Regions from separate parts of the Sus scrofa genome. Here region 2 is linked to region 1. A link is a contact called in public HiChIP or PLAC-seq data. All regions are on one chromosome and are shown on one strand. The core of a region is the stretch at or near the end of the contact, and the rest is flanking DNA. Distances in the headings are between cores, read along the strand shown.

Region 1 (7,394 bases), core at 1,748-4,247:
CTCATACTTCCCTCTGGGATCAGACGAGCATCAGTGTGATGAGTCTCCCAGCTTCTTCCAGCTCCCTCATTTTTTAAATTACGCATGACCCCATCCCATAAAATCCTAGCATGTTTAATACTGTCTTGGTGTCTGCTTCTTGGAGGAATGGGGACTAACATCCCAGTTTCTGCTTTAATAAATAATAATTTTCATTCATTTCAGAATATTGAGTAAGCTCCTATTGATGCCTGGAATACAGTGGTGAATAAGAACAGCATTATTGATGCCCTTAAGGAGCTGGAGAATGAATCAAATAATTACAAAAATTAAAAGCACAAGGAGCTACGATGAGATGTAACAGGTTCCTGAGCTAATCTATGGGTTTGAGAGAGAACACCCTTAAGAAGAGTGAATTAAGATGAGACCTAAGGATGAGGAGTTAACCAGGCAAAGGGGTGGAGTATTTCAGGCTGATGGAACAGAAGGTGCAAAGGCTCTGAGGTGGTAGGAAGCTCAACAAACCAAAGGACGCAGAGGCAGAGAATGTGGAGCAATGAGATTGAAGGGGAAGGCACTGCCCATCTCAGAAGGCCCTGTGAGCCATCTTGGGAATTTGGAAGATTATTTCTCTTTCTAGAGTGAAAATTCTTTGAAAGCAAGTACCTGGTAGTGCCCCTCTTTGCCAGGTCTAGTATAATGTCTGGCTCAAAGTAAACACTCACTAAATATTTAAGGAATCAAAGTAATGTAAATCAATGAGGAAATAATTCAATGTTTGCGTTGTTATCTCTAACATCAAGGATGTAGCAAATTAGCTACAAATGTCAACCAGAAGAAGCTTCTGCGCCTCCACAAGCTGATAAGACCAATGATAACAATGAGAGGATGATCAAGCATCAGTCTAATCCTTGTGGAGGTGGAAACAAGGAGATGCCACAGCATCGGGCATGATGGCGAGTAGGAGCAAGCCCTGAATCAGGCTGCCTGGTTCAAATACTGGCATTGCCACTTCCAACCTAGGTGGCCTTGAGCGAGTTACCCAATGTCAACGCATCTCAGTGTCCTCACATGTAAGGCACAGTTGACCATACTACCTCGACTGGAGTGCTGGTGGGGGACCACGGGAAACCACTACGAAAAGCCCTTAGAAGGCTCCCTGGGGCATCACATGTGTTCAGTAAATGACACCAGTTGTTAGTATTCAAACATGGTTTTCTCTGCTGATATAAGAGAACAGGGAGCCTTCCCAAACCGGGGTGAGTTATCACAATCCATCTGTCATCAGAACCGAATGGGATCGGCATTTCCACTGTGGTTCAGTGGTAACGAACCCAACTAGTATCCATGAGGATGCAGATTCGATCCCTAGCCCCACTCAGTGGGTTAAGGATCCAGTGTTGCCGTGAGCTGTGGTGTAGGTTGCTGACATGGGTTGGATCTGACGTGGCTGTGACAGTGGCTGTGGCATAGGCCAACTATTGCAGCTCTGATTCAACCCCTAGCCTGGGAACTTCCATATGACGTGGGTGCGGCCCTTAAAAGACAAAAAATGAATTAAAAAATAAAAATAAATAAACCACGTGGGATTACTTCTGATGTAAGAGGCCAGTTTTGAGGACCAGCTAGGTGGGCTGCAGACCCTGGGGCCTGGCCAAGAGACCAGGCCCGGACATGCATTTTACTCAAACCCTGAATTCCACCTTAGTATTTAAATCTAGACCTGAACGTGAGACCAGACAACATGCCACTAACGTGTAAGGATATGCAATATACTCACCGAGCAGGCAGTGCTGCAGAAAGCACACGCTGCTTGCAGGCTTCCTGTTCTGGAGGGCAGAGGCTGTGCCTTTTGGCTCCATTTCAGAACAGCAAAAGGCAGCACTACGAGCAGATGCAGCTCAGTTCCTGCCTTCTGGGTTTGTTTTCCCATGTCCGACACTGCTGTGAGAGCCCAAGCTTAGAAGAAAATGCTTATGGAATCAAAAAGGATGAAAGGAGGAAAACTACCTGGCTCCCACCCCGGGCACAGTGTCCCAGCTGGCTCCGGCTGCCTTGGAATGGGGCAGGGTGCTTGGGATGTAATTGCTGGGCACAGATATGAGGCATGCAGGCCTACGTGCACAACAGCACACACCACCGGGCCAGGAGGGACTCTGTTTGGTGAGTGTCCATCTGATAACAACCCAGATCCTTGAGATGCCAGCTGCCTGCCAAGCTGGACATGTCCGTACAGTGGCACCCAGAGGTCTAGGAGACAGAACAAAGGACCTGTTATTGACTAGACCTGTATAAGCATGTCATCCTTACCAAAACAAGTCTTGGACCAGGCTGGCAGAGAGGCTGTATCCAGGCAACCTGGAGTCTAGAACAGAGCCTGTCAAATTCTAAAAATTCTGTGGAGTTCCCGCTGGGGCCTCAGTGGGTTAAGAAACTGACTAGTATCCATGAGGATACAGATTCAATTCCTGGCCCCACTCAGTGGCTTGACGATCTGGCGTTGCCGTGAGCTGTGGTGTAGATCACAGATGCAGCTCAGATCCAGCACTGCTGTGGCTGTGATGTAGGCTGGCAGCTGCCACTCCTCAAGCCTGGGAACTTCCATATGCAGCAGGTGTGGCCCTAAAAAGGGGGAAGGGGGGGGGCTCTCTGAGGGTCGTTTCAATGTCAGTGGATGAACCTGGGACTCTTGCTAGGATTTGGCACGTGTGTTTATAGCTTCCCAAGAGTATTCTTTTCTGTGCCTCCCACTGTTGCCAGGCCCTGAGAGTGCTGGCTGTCTTGGTACCCTCTTCTCTAGGCCACAGCTTCCCTCCAGGTCTGAAACCTTCCCTCTCCACATTCCATTAGGATATCATACTAATTATGGCCAACACATATTTACTGCTTACACTGGCCCCTTACTGCTCTAAATGCTTTACATATATTTTAGCTCATTTACTCATGGTAGCAACCCTATGAGATGTGTTCCATTATGTCCCCACTTAAGAGATGAGTAAACTAAGGGACAGAGTGGTTAAATAATTTACAAAAGAGTCACATGACTCATACAGTGGCAGAACCAGGAAGCAAGTCTGGGTAGTTTGGAGGCAGGGTCTCTGGGCTTATCCATTCTGCTGTATTTCCTCTCCCTCCAAGACCGATTTCTGACTGATCAAATATTTTTTAAAGGTATGATATTCCTAGGCCTATTCTTCCAGAAGAACTGCTCTCCAGTGCAGAGCTAGGATTCTATAACTTCCTCTTTTGTTTATAGTAAAATGTCGATAAATGAGGAAAAGCTAGGAAGGGAAGCTGCACTGCTTGAGAACTTGGTATCGGCAGTAAATCCTGAGAACTCTGGTGTTTGAGCCAAGTGAGTACTTGGGACAAGTTTCTCAGTTCATACAAGGTATGTCTTGATGTTTCTGGCTTAAAAGAGACCCATTATCCCAACTGGGGAAACTGGGGGCAGAGTTAGGAAAAGTAGCTACTGACTCGTGTTTGTTTACAGCACCACATCCCCACAGGGAAGAACAGCAGCCTCACAGATCGAAGCCCAGAGTCCAAATTGATGAGCTATTCCCAGGAATTCATCCCAGAAGGAGCCCCTTGTTGCCGTCACTGTGGAAATGAATGAAGGGCTCCAACACCACTGAGCGGGTGCTTAGCGCTCACAGAAAGCCTAGGACAGGGTTGTTGTTTTCCCCAGCTTGTAGATGAGGATGCTGGGACCCAGAGATCTGACACATTGTCCAATCTCAGTCCTGGTAAATCCAGGACTCCAACCTCATCGGGTTCCAAAGGAGGGAAGGACCGGGTGCCAGGCCAAACCCAATTTTTCCAGCATCCTGCCCTGACTCCTCAAACCCACATCAGTCCCTCTTTCTGAAACACCTGTATTACCTGTAATCTTTGCCATCATCTAGTGCTTACTAACAGTGTTTCATAGGGGGCCAATCTTGTTTGTTAACTTGGCTACAAATTGGAGGGTGGGGGTGCGCCCAAGTGACTGTGGGTTGAATTTTACTTAAGGTCGTTTCTGGGTATTTCAGAGCAGGAAAACTGGCAGAGGTAAAGACCTAGAACCATAGCCTGGTCTCCTGGGGCAGGGGACTCAGTCGCTTCCTCTTGAGAAGGTGCTAGCTTTAGCTGGAAATGGCTTTTGCATTAATCTTGTTCTCTTTTGTCAGTGTCTGTAAAACTTCATGCAATTGGGTCAAGACCTTGCAAAGCATCCCAACGTACGTAAAGTAGGTAACTGTGACTGCATTGTCACTAACTTGGGTTTGGCAAAGAGGAAAGGTAACTGTGTTTTTTATTTGTTTTTTGTTTTCCTTTTTATGGCCTTGCCCGAGACATATGGAAGTCCCCAGGCTAGGGGTTAAATCAGAATGGCAGTTGCTGGCCTATGCCACAGCCACAGCCACAGCCCCACCAGGTCCAAGCCAAGTTTGCAACCTACACCACAGCTCACAACAACACCTGATCCTTAACCCACTGAGCAAGGCCACGGATCGACTCCATATCCTCATAGACACTATGTTGGGTTCTTAACCCACTGAGCCACAACGGGAACTCCTAAGTTAGCTGCATTTTTTTATCCCTCTTTTGCTTTTCAGTTGGTAGCCCACCACCACTGCCCAGTGTGGCGCCAACCAGCAGGGGACCCAAGGTCTCATCGCAACCTCTCTGAACCCCCAACCCTTCAGACAAGAAATAATGCCACATGGCAGGCACACTCAAGACATGCATGTGTCATCACCAAGTCACAGCCAAGATGTATTCCAGGAGAATGGATAAGGCAGAAAGCAGCCTCTAATTTAACCAATAAACAAGAGGGAGGTGTTTCCTCTCTTTCCCAAAGCTAAGACACAAAAGCTTTTCTCATATTAAAGAGCCCCAACCCACCCAGTTTTCTCCTCTCCTCCATCAACAAGTACGTCCATGTCAACAGCAACCGGGGTGTACTGAGTCACGTCAGAAGGACAATGACAGAAAGGCGTCATCTTGTCCTGCTACCTCTCAGGAATATGTGACAGTGAGGGGGCTGTCAGGTGACTACTTCAAAGGTGAGCAGGGCAGTAGGCTGTTCCATGTCCCCTGGGAATCTGAACATCACCTCATACCCTGTTTACTACAAAAACAGAGCTAGGATCAGCAGAGACAGCTCTAGCAACTGGCAAAGACTTCAGTTCCAGGTGCTTCCTGATGTCTCACAGCTACCTGGATGTCTCTGTTTTAAGATAGATAATGAAGCCATCTCGTGTTCAACCCTTTTCTGATCCCCACTCTTTTCATTAAAACTTATCTGTCCAACGTGCTATTTCCCCTATGCTGATTCTCCAGTCAGCAACTCCACAGGAACATGGCAGTGTATTCTCATGCATACAGGACAGTGATTGCCAGCCTTCCTCCCCCTCCTCCTAGGTTATATGAGCATCTCTTGTGTAGGTAACTCTCTTCAATGGGACTCCCAATTCCAGCTTCATTACAGACTAGTAAGGTTTGAGCTGTGCTTCCCCTCAAATCCTTATTTCTCAGCTACTTCCTCTACCTGCTCCTAAGGTCCATTCTTAAGGACATTTGCTGAAGTCAGGAGCTCAATGTGATAACCACAAGTTTCTTCTGCTTCTCCTGCCATTCCCAGCCCCTTCTCTAACAGCAAGCCCCAGACTTTTCTCTTGACTTTGGTAATTACTTTTTGCCGCAGTGCTTCCCCAGGGATGTGTGTGTTCTTGGGTCAAAAAAGGAAAAGGGGAGTTCCTATTGTGGTTCAGCAGGTTAAGAACTCAACTGGTATCCATGAGGATGCTGGTTTGATCCCTGGCCTCGCTCAGTGGGTTAAAGATCCTGCACTGCTGTGTCTGTGGTGTAGGCTGGCAGCTGCAGCTCCTATTTGACTCCTAGCCTGGGAACCTCCATATGCCACAAGTATGGCCCTTAAAAAAAAGAACTGAAAGAAAAGGAACTAGATAGAGACAAAGGGGTGATCCCTTGCCCTCCTCTGCTTGGCACTGTCCCCATCTTTCCAAAGGTCATCTACCGGCTTTGTTGGAAGGAAGGTGCCCAGAACTGCCCTTCAGAGGCCAAGAACTAGCCCAGTACTTCACAAATGATCTGTGGTGAAGGGCCTCTTTATTTTTTTATAATTTCCAATCCATTATGAACCAAACTATTTGTAAAATAAAAATGAATTACTAAAAAAGAATTTTAAATAAAAGGAAATAAAATAAAAGCCTAACTTTTCTTGTTATTGGAGATAATAGTCCTAACATGATTGTAGCATTCTGCTATACAAGTTTCGAAACACTTGGGAGTTCCCACTGTGGCTCAGCGGTAATGAATCTGGCTAGTATCCATGAGGATGCAGGTTCGATACTTGGTGAGGCTCAGTGGCCTCACTCCGGCATTGCCATGGGCTCCAATCCCACTTTGCTGTGGCTGGGGTGTAGGCCGGTAGCTGTGGCTCTGACTTTTTTTTTTTATGGATTTTATTACCTTTATAGTTGTACAATGATCATCACAACCCAATTTTATAGCATTTCCATCCCAAACCCCCAGCCCATCCCCCTACCTCCCAACCTGTCTCCTTTGGAAACCCTAAGTTTTTCAAAGCCTGTGAGTCAGTATCTGTCCTGCAAAGAAGTTCATTGTGTCCTTTTTTTGGATTCCACATGTAAGTGATACCATATGATGTTGGTATCTCGCTGTCTGACTAATTTCACTTAGCATGACAATTTCTAGGTCCATCCATGGTATTTGCAGCACTGATCTGGCCCCTAGCATGGGAACTTCCATAAGCCGCAGGTGTGGTCCTAAAAAGCAAAAAAAAAAAAGAAAAAAAAAATTCTAAATACTTGTTCTCCATCTCTTACCTTGTTCCCTGGCCAGCACAGGTTGGAGTAGCCCTGCTCTAACCTGGTAACCTGGGGCCTCTGCTATTTAGCCTGACCCACACATGTAAGACAGGAGAACAGGCCACATCTCAGTGGGTCCCATATCTGTATTTTCCAGGGACTCATTCCTGATTCTTCCTTCCATTCTGGGAGTATTTCTGCCATTAGAATAATGCCACTCTGGAGTTCCCACTATGACACAATGGGATCTGCAGTGTTTTTGGAACAATGGGACAAAGGTTTAATCTCTGGCCCAGCACAGTGGGCTAAGGATCTGGCAGTTGCCACAGTTACTGCGAAGGTCACAACTGTGGCTCAGATCTGATCCCTAGTCCAGGAATTCCATATGCCACGGGGTGGCCAAAAAAGAAAAAAAAAAAAAAAAAAAAAGAATTATGCCACTTCTTGAGAAGGGGATCTGTCTGCACTTCATACTGCTGATGTAGAGCCACCCAACTGTAAAGTACCTCAGAGAGTGATGCAAGACATGTATGAGAGAGGACCAGCAAACACTGGTAGGTTACTGTGTTGGGCTTC
Region 2 (7,394 bases), core at 2,188-4,687, 110 kb before region 1:
ATAATAACTCTGTTAAGAGTTATTATTGAGTTGGCTTCATAAAAAACCATATCCCATCAATCCCCAAGGAAAAGGTGAAAAAGGAAAGTCCAAGGTTTCCATCCCAATGCCTACACAGAATGCTCTGCATTGAAACCAACCACAGCTCGACTGCATGTGTAAACCATTTCAAAACACTGGCATCAGCGAGCTCCACTGTCCATTCAGCAATAATGATCATTTTAGATCTATGGCGGGAAGGGGAGGTATCTGTCCCACCCCAGCCTCCACTTAGACTCACCATTTCCCCAATAACAGTCAACAGTATAGATTTTTACAGGAACATATTTCATATCACTCATGATTTCCATAGTTAACCAGTGTGACTTGATCTTAAGTTAGAGAGTGGAATTTTTTCTTTTTGTCTTTTTTTAGGCTAAACCCTCAGCATATGGAAGTTCCTGGGCTAGGGGTCAAATTGGAGCTAGAGCTGCCGGCCTACACCACAGCCACAGTAATACCAGATCTGAGCCGTCAGAACTCGGGAGCGTGTACTATGCTAGCTACAACTAGGAAACTTGCTATCCTTTGTGATGAGGGGCTGGTGTTATAAAATCTTCAGATTTTTGGAGAGTAGCAGGCAGCTGAAATGGATTTGTATGTAAACTCTCCTAAATATTTCTGATCCCTTTATTTACTCATTCATTCATTCATTCATTCTCTTTTTATGGCCGTACCTGCAGCATATGTACATTTCTCAAATCAGAGCTGCAGCTGTGACCTATGCCACTGCCACAGTAACACCAGATCAGAGCTGCATCTGTGACTTAACTCCACAGCCTGCGGCAATGCCAGATGCTTAACCCACTGAGTGTTGTCAGGGATCAAACCCACATCCTCAGAGACAACATCGGGTCCTTAATCTGCTGAGCCACACAGGAACTCCCAATCCCAATTTTTAAATCAGGGCCACAAAAAAAAAAAAATACATCAGGCTAGATTTAGAAATCACTCTCTGAGGTTCTCCTGAGAGATCAAACTACATGTGGGCTCCCTCCTCATCTCTCTTTACTAGGCTCAACCATATCCTTTCTTCTTCAGCACCATCTACAGCTGCCCAGGCCTCTGCCAGACCTCCTCCCCTTCAAGGCTTTCCCCCATGTCCACTCTGGACATAGCAGTGGGGGCCCAGGACCCTTCCTCTCTTCACCATAAGGCACCAACCACACAGAGTACTAGATATGTAAGACTTGAAATGAGGTACACAAGACTATGTGCTTTATTAACTTGGAAAAACAGCCAAGCAAATCATCTGTATGGAGAAAGTAAGAGGTGAAGTTTTCTGGCGAGAAATGGGTTCAATTTATATCACCTTGATAAGACAAATATCATATGATATCACCTATGTGTGGAATCTTAAAAGAATGATACAAACAAACTTATTTACAAAACAGAAAGACTCATAGCCACAGAAAACAAACTTATGGTTACCAAAGAGGAAAGGGGGAGGGATAAATTAGGAGTTTGGGATTAACAAAGACACCCTACTATATATAAAATAGATAACCAACAAGGGCCTACTGTGTAACACAGGGAACTCTACTCAATATCTTGTAATAACCTATAATGGAAAAGACTCTAAAAAAGAATATATATATATAAGACATTGTAAATCAACTATATTTCAATAAAAATTGAAAAATATATATAACCTAAATCACTTAAATTCCTCCAGTACAATATTCACAAGGCATAATTGCAATTATGCAAAGCTTTCTCTAACAGTTTCAAGAAAATGTCACTACACAGAGTTCACACTGCTGTCAGTCCGTTGCAAAAGAAGTAAGCTCTCAATGTGACGATGAACAGCTCATAAGCATAAAAAGTGTTTTAGAATCTTTATATTCATTCTAACTTCATCTAGATTGGCATAAAGAAATTAGTTGGAGATAATATAGGCACTTTAGACAAAAAAAACAAAACAAAACAAAACATGCAAACTGTCATTAGTTATCTTGGCAGATTGCTTGTTATCTAGTTAAAGACTGATATAATGAGATGAGGGAGAAATGGGAAAATATGTTTTTGGCGAGTGACAACATGAGCTGTGTCCAGCTACCATGTTCCCCTTCCCAAAGTCTCAGCTTCTGACCACACAGTTCAGAAGATTCAGAACATCAGATAGTCCGTATCTGTCAGGTAAGTAATTCTTTCAATGAACCCCAAGTTACTCACAAAAATGTCTACTGTTCTACTATTCTACTTCTGAGAACACTGAGAACTCCTTTTGCCTTCTTCATCTGCCCTAAGGCCACACTAAAAACTCCTTTCCCTGAACGCACATACCCAGAACTCTACTAAACACAATCTTACCTCCCAATTTGCAACAGTAATCATTATGCCCCCCATACCTGAAAATGAAAAATCAGAAGTGATAATCAACTCTCAGTTGCTTTGGCAAAATGGGCCTGCTAGTTCCTCCTGGTCAGGCAGGAGCAGCGTGCCTAGAAGGGCAGGGAATGTACCATATTCACTTGAAAACCTGTCCTCAAGTAGACTTTGGTCATCTGTGCCCCTCTTTACTATGAACTTGGCCTTAACTTTGAGATCATTCAAACAACCATCAACTACCAAGACTCTGGAGCCTTCACTCAGGGTTCTCAGCTCGGTTGATAACAGCATCTTGAGATTCTTACATTAAAGAGCTGGGCTCCGGCCCTCACCCTCAGAAATACATATACACACACCCAGGACCCTGCAGAGGATTCACAGGTCTGTAAGGTCAAACTGTGCTAGATCAAGATTCTATTCCAGGGGATCCTGCGCTTCGTGCATGAACTTGAGTGAATCACCCTGAACTTGAGTGATTTACACTTCCCCAAAAGCCACTCCAACTCTCAGAGGCCAGGAATTTAAAAGACTATTGTCATTCCTTTCTGATATGTGCTTAATTCTTCTTCTTGGAGGGGATTCAAGCAGAACCCTGCAATTAAGCACAGTAAACAGGCCCAGGAACATCGACACTGCAGTACAGGCTGTTTGGGTTTGGGAAGGCGGCCCTTCCCGATGAGGCCTGGCTCCCGGCCAGCGGGGTGACGGCTGAGTGACAGGGCTACGTGCGCTGCGTGAGGGTGGCAGCCAGCCCACACCCGAGCACACAGCCCGGCAGCCCGCGGAGGGAACCGGCACCGGGAGGGCCCTCCCCCGTCACTATCCCAGTCACCAGAGAAATGTTCTCAGGGCTTCCTTGCAATTACGAAATCCTCAAAAGTCAGCCGAGCCCTGGGTTAAGGACATTAAGACAGGCATTTAACCGTATCCACTCTAATACCTTCCCGCAAATGGTAACAACTGCAGTTTCTTGAAGACCCATTGCAGCCAGGTAGCACTCTAGGGTGACAGGTGACACGTTCGCTCATGGAATTTCCAGGTTCAGGGCAAGGTGAGCAACCATCTGCCCTGAGTCACACTGCCCACAAGTTTTCAGCAGAAGTCATTAACCCTGGAAGTTATCATACAGACCAAGAAGTTATCTCATTCCTATAGAAAAACAAACTCATGAGTAATCCTTAAGGCAACACAGGGATAGGGACTCAGAACATTTAACTTCCTTTGATGTGGGAAACAGTTTTATCAGGAAAAAATAATACTTTCCATGTGGCTCTCTAAAGGCTCTGAGCAGAATAGAGAGAATGTTTGTGACTGGAGAATGGTAGGAGAATTAAGTATGCCTGTCTTTAAATTCTCATCTGGAATGAATCCTAAAATAGTTGAAGGAATCCATGATAACTGTGTGATATACAAAAATATATAGTTACCAATCAAAACACATTAAAAAATGCAAAAAAAATGCAAAAAATAAAAATAAAAAAAAATAAAAAATAAAAAATGCCTTGAAGCAATGTTCTGAAGAAAAACCAGGAAACACTTACTTGCACATCCCGAAGAATTTGAAGAGTCTGAGTCTTAACTTGGGACATTGTAACTATGTTGGAAAACGGAAGTTAAGGAACTTTCTAGGAAACCAGATCTTAGGCTCACATTTGGATTTCAGCACTGAAATCCAAAAATATATCTGCTGAATGAAAGGAATGGCACACAGCAAGTCAGAGCTATGAAACTCAGGAGGCACATTTATTTACTGAACAAACAATGGTACATGCCTGACACTGTTCTGTGTGTTTCACAAACATTACCTCATTCAATATTCATAATGGCTTCATGAGAGGGAACAATTATCTCCACTTTACAGATGAGGAAACTGAGGCATGAGGAGGTTAGGGAACTTGCCAGCTAGTCTGGATGCAGAGAGTGAGGCCTTAATCATCAGGTCATGCTTTACTGGTGCAGCTTATCTGAGGTCTAATATTAACTGATTCACTTCATTTTTGAGGGAACTAAGAACTTCAGTTCTTGATCCTGCTGTATAGCACTGGGAACTATATCTAGTCACTTATGATGGAGCATGATAATGTGAGAAAAAAGAATGTATATATGTATGTGTGACTGGGTCACCTTGCTGTACAGTAGAAAATTGACAGAACACTGTAAACTAGCTATGATAGAAAAAAATAAAAATCATTAAAAAAAAAATACTTCAGTTCTTCTTGAAGTATTTGACTCCCTCTCTTCTTTGCCTATTACCCTTTCCATAATGGTAGAAAATTATAAGGGGCAAAAAAATATATATATGAAAAATGAGTGTGCTTGGTATTGAGTCTGTAAGGTAAAAGCTCCAGGGGGGTGGGGCGGGCCTGGGGACAGGGGGAGGTGGGGTGGGAGGGGTGGTATTTCAACAAAAGCGAGGAGCAAAGGAAACTCATTCAATCTCACAGCAAAACACCAGTTGCCCAAGTTGTCTGTGATTGATTGGTTATTCCCATTGCAGAGCAAGCTCAATCCCACTCTAAACTCTGAAGCCCCATATCTGCTTCGGGTGCAGTTGGTCAACCATCAGCCTATGTCTTTTCCCCCAGCTGTCCCCATCCAGGCTCTGTGGAAAGAAGTCAGAGTCTCCAGGACCTGTCCTTTTAGCCCAGGTTTTCAGGCTTTCTTAAAGTCAGAAGTACACAAGAGTGTATTTCCCTTGGGAAGACAAGGTAAACTCCAAGGGATCCCAGGGATGAGACATAATTTCCTTACTTAGGTTCAAAGCTTATTCAGGAAACTCTTTACTACTAACACACTAATTAGAATTCATGGAACTTTCTGATATCACATTCATTAGAATACACTGGATGCAGTCCCATGGTGGCTTACAGGTCAGGTGAGATCCAGAAGACCTCTCAGACTGGGGGTGGGAGGAAGCAAAAAGCGTGTCAGAGAGAAATGTAAAAGCTACTCTGGGGAGCAGCAAGGGAACTAGAAATAAAGGAGTACCTGGCTCTGGGTCTAGGGGGCAGTGATGGTTAACATAATTGTCCCCATGACCCTCCAAGATGGGGCTCCAACATAAGCCCCATTTTACAAACATAGAAATGGAGAGAGACAAAAATTTACGGGACATTATAAAACTAAGCATGGTCTTCCCACAACTAAACACTTTTTTCTAAAATAGCAAGAAAAAGTTGTTTATGAAAACAAGTGCACTTATTTCCAGAGAGACTATGAATAGCATTGTCCACGATAACACAATAAAGGATTCTTTGATGATTCTTGTGGTTTATCAAATACAGGCTCAAACCCTTAACTGGGAAATTCCCTGGTGGTTCAGTGGGTTAAGGATCCAATGTTGTCATTGCTGTGGCACGGAAACTTCTGAATGCTATGGGTGTGGTAAAAAACCAAAACCAACCAAACAAACAAAAAAACCCACAACAACCTTACCCGGCAAGTCAAAGCCTCCATGCCCAAGTAGGAGAAGGCAAGTACCGGCCTCTCTTCCAACTCTATCCGGTCGTACCTTTGATTCCAGTCAACCTGGATTTGTCAGCTTTCCTTCCAAGAGTCCCACAGCTCAGCCTTTTGGAGCCTCGTTCAGGCAGCCATCTCATTCTAGAGAGTCAAAAACCACCTTAGGCTTCTGTGTGGTATTCAGTTAGCACATAATAGGTGCTCAACACAGAGGGAATTATCTGTTCACAAGGCACTCTTTTCCAGTTTGTGCTCATCCTAAATCCCTACAATTCTTCCTCATACTCCTTGCTGAACAAGGTACAAGTAGGGGAGCCACACTATGCAGGCATTATTAACAAAGCTTGTTTCCCTCCATTCAGCACAACAGGGGAGAGAATCAGTTCCAAATTCCGCTCCAATTCTGGCTCTGGAAAATTAACTTTATTGGTAAACATAATAGTAAAATTGTGTGGTGTGGGGTTGTGTGTGTGTGTGTGTACACAATATGTTAATGTTTTTTCTCAAAAATTTCCCAAATAAACCAAGACACATGCATTTTTTTTTTTTTAGTTTTAGCAATTAATAAGCTCAACTGAGCGAATGCAGATTTTCTCACTAATAGAGGAATTATAGAAAGATAGAGCATCACCCCTACCTGGCCTCCTCATATTAATTTTATTCAGTGATTCTCAAAGTTTGGCATGTATGAGAATTGCCTAGAGGACTTCTGATTCACTGAATTTAGGGAGAAGCTCAAGAATATGCATTTATGACAAGATTTTAGGTGAGGCTGCTGCTGCTGGTCCAACAACCACACTTTGAGAATCCATAGCTCTTTGGGGGCAAGACCAAAAGTTTGTGCAACGCCACACCCTAAATGATAAAAGGTCAAGGGGAATTAGAATTAGTCAGCTGCACTAGTTAACCTGGGGAACAGGAGGTGGTGGGTAGAGCAGGAAGTGAGAGGAATTCCTATAGGGCAGTTTCTGGCACAGGCTTTGCAGCGTGATTCTTGAAACCAGCAGGAAGCATTCCAGTTGCAACCCTGCAGCATTGCTGAAGATTACAGTCATGCCAGTGAGCTGGGGTGTGACTGTGTCTAGACCCGGATCGCTTCTTCAGGAATCTAATCAGAGGCACTGAAAGCATCGATATGCCTTCACAAATGACATTTTGGTCTCAGTTTTCATTTAATTCCTTATCATCCTGGAGGTAGATATTTGCTATCGTACCCATGTTACAGACGAGGAAAGTGAGGTTCAGATAACCAGCTTGCCCAAGATCACAGTGAGATGAAAGAAAATGGAAAATGTCCATCCCAGTGCCTAGGATGGTGCTGACTAAATTAAATCCAAATATAAAAATAAAAATCAACCTCATTCCTAAAGAACTGCGGTCCTGAGACGCTGCCTGCCAGGTGCAGAGCGAGCACCAGAGGCCGGGGTCCTAGCCCCGTGGTCCTCGGCTTCTCCGAGTCAGACCTCTAAATACCAGCTGCCAGGATCCACTGTAACTGAGTACTTTCTAGGGTCGAGCATGGACTTTCAGAACCAAGGGAAAACCCTTTACAAAGCCCAAGT

What was found. HiChIP or PLAC-seq counts read pairs in DNA pulled down with a chosen protein or histone mark.
Region 2: a contact with region 1 is called in an H3K27ac HiChIP or PLAC-seq map of skeletal muscle. The contact joins two enhancer-like sites. A contact is called at or near these places in 2 of 2 datasets of contacts at active chromatin or transcription factors (alveolar macrophages and skeletal muscle).

The regions. Positions count from the first base shown.
Region 1 is chr7:65,705,389-65,712,782 of Sscrofa11.1, reverse strand. No RefSeq gene overlaps it. Among named protein-coding and RNA genes, the nearest start is that of EGLN3, 96 kb to the left of the region's middle. Within about 2 kb of position 2,997, at least 14 of the 83 cell types and tissues checked have an H3K27ac peak or open chromatin away from gene starts, as enhancers often do. A contact at or near this core is called in alveolar macrophages and skeletal muscle, where this site is marked.
Region 2 is chr7:65,815,519-65,822,912 of Sscrofa11.1, reverse strand. All of the region lies in intron 1 of EGLN3 (egl nine homolog 3), which reads right to left. Among named protein-coding and RNA genes, the nearest start is that of EGLN3, 14 kb to the right of the region's middle. Within about 2 kb of position 3,437, at least 37 of the 83 cell types and tissues checked have an H3K27ac peak or open chromatin away from gene starts, as enhancers often do. A contact at or near this core is called in alveolar macrophages and skeletal muscle, where this site is marked.